Regions from separate parts of the Mus musculus genome. Here region 1 is linked to region 2. A link is a contact called in public Hi-C data. All regions are on one chromosome and are shown on one strand. Each heading gives the region's core, a stretch centred on a gene start, on an enhancer-like site or on the middle of the called end of the contact. The rest is flanking DNA. Distances are from core to core; before and after follow the strand shown.

Evidence for each region. A called contact is a pair of places that touch in the nucleus more often than the background predicts.
Region 1: a Hi-C map of liver shows a contact between it and region 2, with 3 times the contacts expected there. The contact joins two enhancer-like sites. A contact is called at or near these places in 1 of 15 datasets of contacts at CTCF or cohesin (pro-B cells), 7 of 484 Hi-C or Micro-C datasets (double positive thymocytes and liver) and 1 of 115 datasets of contacts at active chromatin or transcription factors (liver).

The regions. Positions count from the first base shown.
Region 1 is chr4:7,141,654-7,147,003 of GRCm38.p6, forward strand. The region is part of intron 1 of Gm33462 (a long non-coding RNA gene); the gene reads left to right. Among named protein-coding and RNA genes, the nearest start is that of Gm33462, 10 kb to the left of the region's middle. Within about 2 kb of position 2,673, at least 23 of the 459 cell types and tissues checked have an H3K27ac peak or open chromatin away from gene starts, as enhancers often do. A contact at or near this core is called in liver, where this site is marked.
Region 2 is chr4:6,905,551-6,910,884 of GRCm38.p6, forward strand. The region is part of intron 1 of Tox (thymocyte selection-associated high mobility group box); the gene reads right to left. Among named protein-coding and RNA genes, the nearest start is that of Tox, 83 kb to the right of the region's middle. Within about 2 kb of position 3,486, at least 21 of the 459 cell types and tissues checked have an H3K27ac peak or open chromatin away from gene starts, as enhancers often do. A contact at or near this core is called in liver, where this site is marked.

The DNA.
Region 1 (5,350 bases), core at 1,423-3,922, 240 kb after region 2:
TATTGAATTTTTTCATAAAAGGCAAGAAGAAGCTAAAAAAAAAAACCTCATTTCACTTAATGTATTTCACAGATTGCCATAGCCTAGGACTCTTTATTATTGGAAAGAAAATACTGCTTTTCTTCAATAGGAAACAAGCATATTTGCATCAGAAGAGAATAGGGAAACTGTAAATAGAAGGTTAACTTTGGGTTTGTATTATGCAAACTGAGCTGTCATAACCTTCAGAGACATTTGGGGAATATTTTCACATAAAAGGTGAGAATCTAACTATTTATTCATTAGGATCTATGATTCACTTCTCAGTTTAAAAAGTATCAACATTTCAAAGTCTTCGGGTCTTGTAGGCAAATTCATCACCTGTCCTGATGACCCTTTCATAACTCTAGCTCATACCTCAGCATTTCTGGAACTCCTTATCTGAATAGCCCAGTCAGTACATCCCTTTGTTATATTTTTCTCTGATGTACTCTGACTCTCCAAATAAGAGTATATACGTTTTTCTATTCTAACAATTTTATTTTATTTTTGTCTAGGGAAATTACCCTTATAAAAGAGATTGTTTTCATCAGTTTCATACATTTCCACAAGTTATTTTGATCATAATCACCCCCATTACCCTGGTTCATCTCCTTTCCCTCTTGGTGAATCTCTTCTCCTTCTGAAACAGGTTCTTCTTCCCATGTCCATGTCTTTCTGTTATGCAGGTCAGATACAGGTAAGTCACTGCCACTGTCTGTTCATGATTGCAATGGTTGCGTCATACCCAAAAGACAGTGTTTATCATCCCTGCCCAGTCTCAGGCTCTTAAAATTGTTCCCTACCCTCTTCCACACAGCTCTCTGGCTCTTGGAAGGGGGTGCTAAAGAGGCCCTATTTAGTCCATTAGTCTCAGCACTCTGCACAGTTATCTGTCTCTGAATCATCTGTCACTCTTTGTAAAAAGAAACTTGTCTGATGAAGACTGAACACAGCACTGGTCTACGGATGTAAACACACATGTCTAGAAGGTGCTTAGATTACATATCCATTAGCAAAACATCAGGAGCAAATTTGCCCCTAGTGCTTGTGACTTCTCCAATCATAAGTTTTTGAGCAAAAATACAGTGCTAGGCATGTATGTTGTTCTACCGAGTGGGGCTCAGATGTAATCATAAAGAGGATAATGATCCTAGTCATGTCACTGTTACCTTGGTGGGCACATCTTGCTGGAATGATTGATAAGAAATTATTCTTTATGTGCACTGTACCGTTCTAACATGAATTCTGCATTTCCATGTTCATTGTCATTTTCCTGGGTGGTCTGTTAATGTGATATGTCATCTAAAACGGCACACGCACTAACAGCTTGGTATCCGGCTAACAGTGGTCTTTGGGGAGGCTCCAGACACTTTAGGAGATAGAGACTCCCGAGGAAGCATGTCACCACAGGCATGCCCTGGGTGCAGCTTGATATTGTTGTAGCTCCTCACTGATCCTTTGTCCCTTCTTTTGCATGCTGGGAAGCCTCTGTCACCATGCATCAATGACTATAACATTCTACCTCTCACAGGCCTAGATTCAACATAGCCAATGGCTGTGAGTGAAATCTCTGAAACCATGACCTAAACATATCTTTCTTCTTTTAAAGTTGTTCTGTCTGATGGTACTTTGTCATGGCAATAAGAAGCCTGACTAAGATGCATGGCTTCCTTTTCTAGCCCAGACTAATTGAGTGTTTTATCTCTTTGACTACCTGTTATTTCTGTTCCCTAATAATTTATTTTCAAAAAATTCCATATTCTAATATCCACTGCTACTCCAGTTGTCCTACTAAGAATTGATAAGGTTATACTGATTAACAAATCTCTTACCAGCCCACACTCATTTACTATCTCAAGGCTCTCAACATTGCTAAGAACATTTTTCTCCAGAACCATCCCCAGTGTCCACCAAAAATTCAGTGATTCTCCTGCTTTTTGTTTTTAAGTAAGTAGCTTGATTCTACTTCCTTGGTCTGCTGAGTTCCTTAGCCTCCTGGATCATTTGCTGTGCATGTTGCTGCAGTCGTTCTGTTCCCTGTTAGCCTGCTACTTTCTTTCCTATATTTGAAAAAAAAAAATAATTACTGCAAGAGTTCCTACATTACAGAATGATGGAGAAACCTTCAAATTGGAGAGGGTTTGTATTGACCTTGAAGGCAATGATTAGCCAGGTTTGAAGCCAGGGCTCCACACTCACGTGAGCAGTGTACCTCATTCTATTGCCATAGAACCACTGAGAAGCTGTTTAAGGTCCAAGGCTCACTTTCCCACAGCCTTTTGGGTTTCATTTCTCCCACCAAGTTGTTGATGCAAGACAAGGTACCTTGTGCAACTGGAATTTCAGATGAACAGTGACATATTTTAAGTATTAAAATGCCTTAAATATAAAAGCTACAGTTACATTAAGGAGTACTAATTATCTAACATTCAAAGGTAGTGGGCAGTTCTGCTTGCTAAACTTGGAACGCTGTCTCTAACTTCACCTATGGCTCTTCTGCCCTGTTCTGTTTTTTTTTTTTTTCTTCTCCAATTCGTGCTAGTGAATCCTCTTCCCATTAGCCCCAAAGCATGCTTTGGACTCTGCTCTCCTAGTGCTAGGGACAGGACTGGCTTTCCTCTCTACTTCCTTCCAGTATTCTTGCATATCTCTCAGGCTTTATCCAACTCTAACAACACTTCCTTGTCTTGATTGCTGCCTTTCTGTAGATCAAAGTCTTTGTTCAAACAGTGGATTTCTACTGGTTAAAATTCAACTTGTCCTTTAATGTTTAACTCAACTCTGCCCTACTGGTCTTGTACACATTCCCATCTTCTCTGGTAACCATTTCCCTATTTACTACAGTTTCTTTATCAAAGGATTGATCTGATCAGCAAGGTAATTATTTCCCAACTGGAACCCTATTCCTAATACCTTGCATATTATTCACTGTACAGACAGTTGAGACTTTCTCAATAACACTAAGACTATAACCCATGTTTTCAGTACACCTTCTCTGGTTCCTCATTGGGCCATTGCATCTTCCTAGGCATAGAGTATAACTTTTTATGTATTTAAATTCTAGTTTTCAATCCTTACTTTTCAATGGCAAGGGTCAAGCCTCCTTGATCTTGTTCTCACTTCTGTATGCAAGTCACAATACAACAGTATATAGATTCTTACAGGAGAAATAACCACAATTTCACCATATCTCTGTGGCTTGTTATTGTTTTTGAAGCTGGTTTCAAACTCATAATTCTGTTGGTTCAGCTTCCTAAGTAATAACATTACAGTCAGGTACCATGCCTAAAACTCACCACAATTTGTTTTTATTCCATGAATTGCTTACAAGTATGTTGAGAAATTAGTTTCTGTCAGGTCAAGACAGTTATCTCCAGAGAAAAGCCCATGCTTCCACAGGAATATTTTTTTATGTATATTGTGATGTGAGGAAGATAGTGAACCTCCTTTTTTACGAGTTCCAGTTGAATAAATGGGTAGAATGAGTGGATTTACTTTCCAGGCAATTTCCTTGAAGTAAAGCTAAGCTGGAATTCTATTTTATCTGACAATGATTCTCACGCTAGGGAATGAGGTAAGGATTATGGGTGATTTGGAGAAGTTAGGCATCTGTCCTTAAAGAGATGTTGGTGGAGTTGGAGACACAAATAGTCATGCACAGAGAAAGTGCAGATAATGAAGACTCAAGTATTTATTATGGAGACAAAATGATAGCAGATGCAGGTGCCAAGTGACTAAGGGAGCTAAGAGAGTGGGTAATGGGAGCCGAGTCTTTAAAATGTGACCCTAGGTCCTATTGTAACAGGAGACCTGTTTGGCACTATCTATCCATTGTATGGAATTATTTAAATTTAAGAGGAATCCAGTTACAAGGCATTTTGTAGTAAAAAGCCAGACCCTCAAGAAAATGGCAGATTTCAGACCCAGGTGACTTGAAGACTTGACACATAATTTGAAAATAGTTTTAATAATCACCTCTCCTTTTCCTTAGTCCCAAGGCTGAGTAAATAACAATGCCATCCATAAATATAAATGCCTTTGGTTTTTTAAAAATGATTTTTTAATGCCTTCAGTTGCTACAATGTGCTCACTCTTTGCTGCTTCTTGCTCCCTTCTCTCCTTTGTTTATGATCAGAATGACTTTAGATAAAGAAGGGAGCCAGCCAGAAGCCAGGCTTCTCACATTCATTGGCAGGTGGTCCTCTATGATCTCTGCCAGCTGTAGGTTTTGATCAGAGATCACAAAAAAAAAAAAAAAAAAAAAAATCATGAAAGAGGGGAAGGGTAAGAGAAGAGCTCTTAGCAGAAGCACTTGAGCTCCCCCGACTCCACGACTCAGCCTGTGGGTCCCTTGTCTCTAGGACTTAGTCAGGTTTTAAAACTCAGGGAAAGTGAGCTAAAGAATGGGAAAGCACTGCCTGCCATTTCAACTTTTTTTTTTTTTTTCTAAATTGGTCTCATCAGCAGCAGCTCTAATGTGATGCTGGGAATATGTTTCCTTTTAAGAAACATTTGTTACATGGGGTACTTTGACTTGTGGTTTATCTTAAAGTGAGTCAACCTCCCTGATATCTTAAAAAACACTCTAGTGTTACAGGATTAGCTCTCATCTCCAACCTGAGTGCTCAGCATTAGCTTCCTGTAAATTACTATATAAGCTCAAAGCCATTTAGATCATAGAGCACTTGATTCTTTCCAGGCACAATCAATGGAATGACCTCTCTCTCTCTCTCTCTCTCTCTCTCTCTCTCTCTCTCTCTCTCTCTCTCTCTCTCTCTCCGGAGATAGATAGCATCGAGTTTTGTTCTTTCTACCTGGTATATTAGTGTATATTATTTTATCAATACAATATCAATACAAGTTGTACATTACTGAATATAGGACTTTGGGGGAAAGGATATTTGTTCTGACTACTAGGAAGCCTGTATCATTATTAGACAATTGATTTAGTTGAAAGTTTCAATTGAGTACTTAGCAGATCAGGAAGAGCCTAGGTTCTGAGATTACTCATAAGAGTTTCTTATAAAATGTCTTAGAAGGAAAGAAGAGTTGATTTTCTTTCTTTCCCAACATTTATTAGCGTCATCCAAATTATTTACCTCTGCCCCTGTTTCCATCACTCTTTCCCAATAATCCAAAAGTGAAAGGTCAATAGATCGTGTGTGCTGACCATGAGTTGCATATAGAGAATCTTGAACTTTTCCAGCAAAAGACATCCACTCCTGGCTTGAATTCCTAGGACAGGCTAATTAGCATTGCGCTAAGTGGACAGACCCACCGAGATAATATGTGGACATATGTTTTAATTTCTTAAAAAAATGTAAACATA
Region 2 (5,334 bases), core at 2,236-4,735:
TAAAAATGCAAGGCCAGGATTTAAATTATAATCATTTACAAAGGATGTCGTTTGTTTTCACTAAAAGGGGTAAAATTGCAAACAATAATATTTTGACTAGATATAACATCAGAAAATGTATCTAAAACTTTCTAACAAAGAGAAACTTCATTCTGACTATTTTTCTCTATTAAGAAAAATATTTCATGAAATCTACTATGATTCCCCAAGAACATGAGCTTCTTACTGTGGGAGGTGAGGCAGTGGGGGTGGGGGGAGCAGAGAAAGAAATCTAGTAAAAAGATGCTTTGGTAGCTAATAAACACATGGCTATTGTCCCTGAACACACTGCCATCTGTTGTCAGAAAAAAAGGTCACTTGTTAAATTTTGCTAGGCAACAGGTTTTCTACAAATGAAGAAAAAAAAATATCTGACAGTTTTTCTTAACTGAGCAGGTCTTCCTGGGGGTTGGGGGAGCCACCATGGAGAATACAATTGGAAACATGTCCTCTGTGTTCCAAACCAGCTCTCCACAACAAAGCAACTGTGTGCTTACACCTCTGAGTAACCACGTCCTACTGGTATATGCTGTGTGAATCCCCCTCAAATATACACAAAAGGCCTGCATTAGGATCAAAATTCCAACCATCACAGCTGTGTTAATATTATCTTTTTATTAAGTTTTCTTCAAAGTTTCCATTAAATTTTATGATGTGATAAATGGCACAATATTACCTTGTGGATTCCTCATAAAAGATAAAGGAGAAAAATCACCCAAACCATCATCCAGTCTGTCTGTAAGTAAAGCAGTTTTAAAATTTTTAAAATTCATATGTAGCGTATTATCTTCTATTACAGAAATGCATATTCCTCGTGGAGGGACTGTCCCAGAATACACTTGTCACTTACTGGCTTCATAGGATGCCACATTTTTAATCAGGAAATTTTAAGTTGCATCCAGGCTTAAATGGAGAAGCCATCATTATATGAATTTAGAATCTTTAAGGTTGGCTGAATATTTCAGTTATGACTTAGAAACTCCAAGCAAACGAAAACCAGAGCCAAGCTAAAGGTGATCAAGTTTATGAGGTTCATCAGTCACTTCCCAGACTTTAAACATACTGATTTTTGTTTTGACCACCCAGAACTATGCCATTAGTTGGGACAGGATCAATTTAGAAGGTTTGAGAGATGCTAGGTCAGTGTTTATGCACCCCGTTTGCACACTACAATTCTGGAAGACCATTGCTCGACCTCAATTGCAAATAAAGACACGGGGAGGCTATTTCTTGCCAGGTTCTACTAGCAAATAACAATAAGGCCAATATTCAACCCACCCTAAGTTCCCAATTGATGTCTTTGCCTTCACCTCACATCATCTTCATAGGCTTGGATGTGGGCGTGGTAATAGAGTGGCCTTTCTTTAAAGAACTTGTAAAACTCCATAAACCACAGAAATTGTGTTGTCAACTGGTGGTCATACATGATGTCTAAAAGGAAGGTGATCATGAAAACGGAATTTAAAGTCCATGATCCACCATGATTCATAAGGTAGAAACAAACCTAGACGCAGAAAGGCATGGACGAGAAGGAGCCCAAGCAGAGCTTGCCAGCAAAGCTCAGCTTGTGAGCTCTGGAATCAAGACCTTGACTACCCAGTCAGAGGACGAAGACAAGCAAAATGGCTGCAAAAGCACACACTTGTATGGAGACAGCTAAACGTCAACTACCAAGATGAGCTGAGATGCTCCTCAAAGTTACGACAATCTCACAGTGAATGAGACCTTGAATTCGCATTGCTTTCTAGAACTGGAGACCAAACTCAGGGTCTCACACAGGTGAGGTAAGTGTTCTGCCACTGAGCTAAACCCCAAAGCCTCACACTGTGAGCCTCACACTAAACATTCAGCAAAACTGCTCAGAGATTCCAGTCTGCTAAGAAAGCAGACGTCTTTGTAAAACTTCGGAGCCTGTAGCTAACAGAGCTAGTATATGTTTGCTGCATCTTGGATACTGCTGAGGATAACCCACGAGTCTAGTTTACTGGTTAGTGTCATAGTATCCATGCCTGTTGCTGTGGCACATAAACCTAACACTGTCCCCCACACCAATCTTTCATACTCTCAAGAACTGATTAGTTGAAAGGATTATCTTTATTACAAACCATTTTAAAGGTCCTCTCTGATGCTGCTTTGCAATAATCCCCAATTGTGTAACACATACAAACTTTGTGTTGTGTCTCATCAATCCCTTGATCTTACAGTTAGAACAACCCACTTAGAGAAGTAAAGAGTTTTGTTCAAAGTAAGTACCACCATTGCTCTGATGAGAAAACATGTCTCAAGAGTGTCAGGCCATAGCTCTTTCCAGTTTCTAAGGACACTATTGTTTTTTTCATGGTAAGAAATGTTTAGTGGTTACAATGTCATGAGTTGAGATTTAGTTTACAAGGACAGGCTCCTGTGATTCCAATATCCAGGAGATGAAGACTTGATCATGATGAATACAAGGTCAGCTTGGGTTACATTTTGAGCTCAAGGCCAGCCTGAGATATGATATACAGTGAGTCTCTGTTTCAAAAAGCAAGTGCACACAAATGCGCATGAACACACACACACACACACACACACACACACACACACACAGAGAGAGAGAGAGAGAGAGAGAGAGAGAGAGAGAGAGAGAGAGACTGATCTAGTCTTGGAGTTCATTGCTAACTGCTAACCCAACTTAGTGGCTTTGTGAAATAAAATAGATTAGTTTTACTTCTTCAGATCTTGATATTTCCACCTTACAGATAGAAATAACCATACTAATTTTACCACGTAGCAGTATTGCGCCAAATAAATAGATTTTGTCCCTCTGTTGAAGCTTCTTCTGAAAGTGCTTACACCCATTCTGGTTGTTCACTTGAGCTGAAAGTGTAGCTCAAGGGGAAAGCACATGCCTAGCAAACAAAAGGTTTTACGTTCTGATCCCCAGCACAGACTATTTATAAAAGAAAGAAGCCTTGTGCTGGAGAAAAGACACCTCACTGTGAAATCTCTCTGAGTGGCTGCTCTAAGGCCTTTCTCCTGAGTACCTTACGGCAGTTGATTTTAAAATGCATGGAGGTAGGACACACAGCTCTTCCTTTGGATATCCCCAGTTGTTAACACAGAGCCTGGGAAGCATGCAACACGTGCCTGCTGGCGTTGAGAGACAAGGTTGAAAGGCTGATTTTTACTTAGAGTTCAGAAAGGACATGAATTCTGAAGCACCTCAGCTATGCTGAAAAAATATATTTCTAAATGTATCGACAATTTATTAAAAAGTTTATTGATATTTTTGGGAAATCTGGACTTTTTTGGAGGAGGGAGTATCGTTTATTACTCTAACCTGGTTTAGGATGGTAGTCTCCAGAGGCATTGGTCAGCTTGTAGTAAAATGCCCCGTGCCCCTCTCTGCTGCTGCAGTTCTTAGAAGTGAGTATTTGAAAACAGGTTTTCAGGAGCCCACAAACTTGGCAGGCTGTCACACTTCTGTGGTCTATTAATGAATAGCCCAACAGTAGTGGCCAGCAGGGTTCTATAACTTGCTGTTTCTAAATGCACTAGTGTAAGAAACCTCACTAACACAACCAACTGCATAGGCACACGAGGACCAGGGCACCTGCACACTCTCAGTTCTGGCTGCTACTTTCCAAAAACTAATTTATGTGTGTTGATCCCTTAAAAGGGGAAAAAATAAACTTGGAGTCTAGAGAGACAGTAGTGTTACTGTCCCATACAATTAGGAACAGTGTGTCCAAAGATCTACTTTGTTTCAAAAGTAAAAATATAAGTGTGTAAAAATTCCTAAGCTAGTTCAATTTGCCAAAGTGGGCCTGTTCAATAAAATCCTGAAGTGTCTTAAATATTTCTCTCAGAAAAAAAAAAACTAAAAGTAGCTGCTGGGATTTCTTTTGGGCTTCGGAAAGTTTGTCAGCAAGCATAACAAAGAACATTTTAACTTCTGAAATGGCACAAAAACATGGGCTATACTTTATCTTCTTTCTCTGACCCACTTTTTGACAGTCCTTGGATACAAATCTAGGACTCATATATACCACAAACATATTCTATCACTGAATCTTACCTCTTCAGTCTTTTTAAATATTCTTTGATATTAAAGTATTTTTTGAAAAGTTAAGCAATATAATTTTTAGTGCCAACTCAGAAAATTTTAATAAGCCCATAGAGTAAAAACAACCATGAGTCAGACTCAGAAGGCCCAGGCCCTGACTGGATGGCCCTTCATAGCTTACTACGAACTTATCAGTCATAATATATATCTACCAGACTCACATTGTGCCCAAAATGTGAGCTAGGGTTTTGTAAGGATGCCATTTTAATAAGCAATATTCATTATAGTATGTGTGTGTGAGAGAAGATGCTTACGTAGGAAGTGCGCATGCATGTACACACACACACACACACACACACACACACACACACACACACACACATTAAAAAGAAAAGGCAAGAAAGTGCATGCTGCCTGCCCATGCACACACTGCACTCTGATCCTCAGACCATGATTCATTTCTCCCTCTGGTTTTTCTTTAGGTGGGGTCTCCATGTGGTCTCCAGATAGGGCTCGTATTTCCAAGCTCAAGGAATCCTCCTGCCTCAGCTTCTGAAGAGGACAGACTATGGCTCTGTCATATGATGACATACCTCTGAGTCTCGAGCTGACAGATCTTAAAGAACATCTTTTAGATATCAGCAAGTCCAGGACTAGTGAAAAATGTTCTTAGGAACATCAGTTTAACCAATGGATGCAAAACCCCTCACTTCTGGAGGTGTTCCTGAACATGTGCACACTTCACAGCCAAATTCTAGAGATTCTAAAGGGATGGTTTGCAAGCTGATAAGTGAGCTTCTTTCTTTAGTAATCTGGGTTTGGATAAGAAAGCTTACAATATCTAGAATCCACCGTTACTGTCAGCACCATAAACCTGTGACCTTGGATGGTGAGAAACACTATTATCTACCACACTTGCCATTTAAGCAGCAGTCAGGTATCTATCATGCCCAAGACAGAGATTATATCATTTCCCTTCTCAAAGTTTCAAGTTACAAAAAAGAAATATGTTACTCAAATTCCAAGTGAAAACTGTTGACTTCTTCCTGTTTCCTTAAAAGCATCGGCTATTTTGATGTAAATTTTTCATGTGAGCATCCAAAAATTTAATGCAACTACAGAATTCCTATAAAACACAACTAACAAAAAGAAAATAAATATTGTTATGCTTCAAACAAAGGGGAGTATGGGGTGTGATTGGGGGCCAGCCTGGGAGAAGAAAGGGCAGAACACAGAATGCTTTCATGATT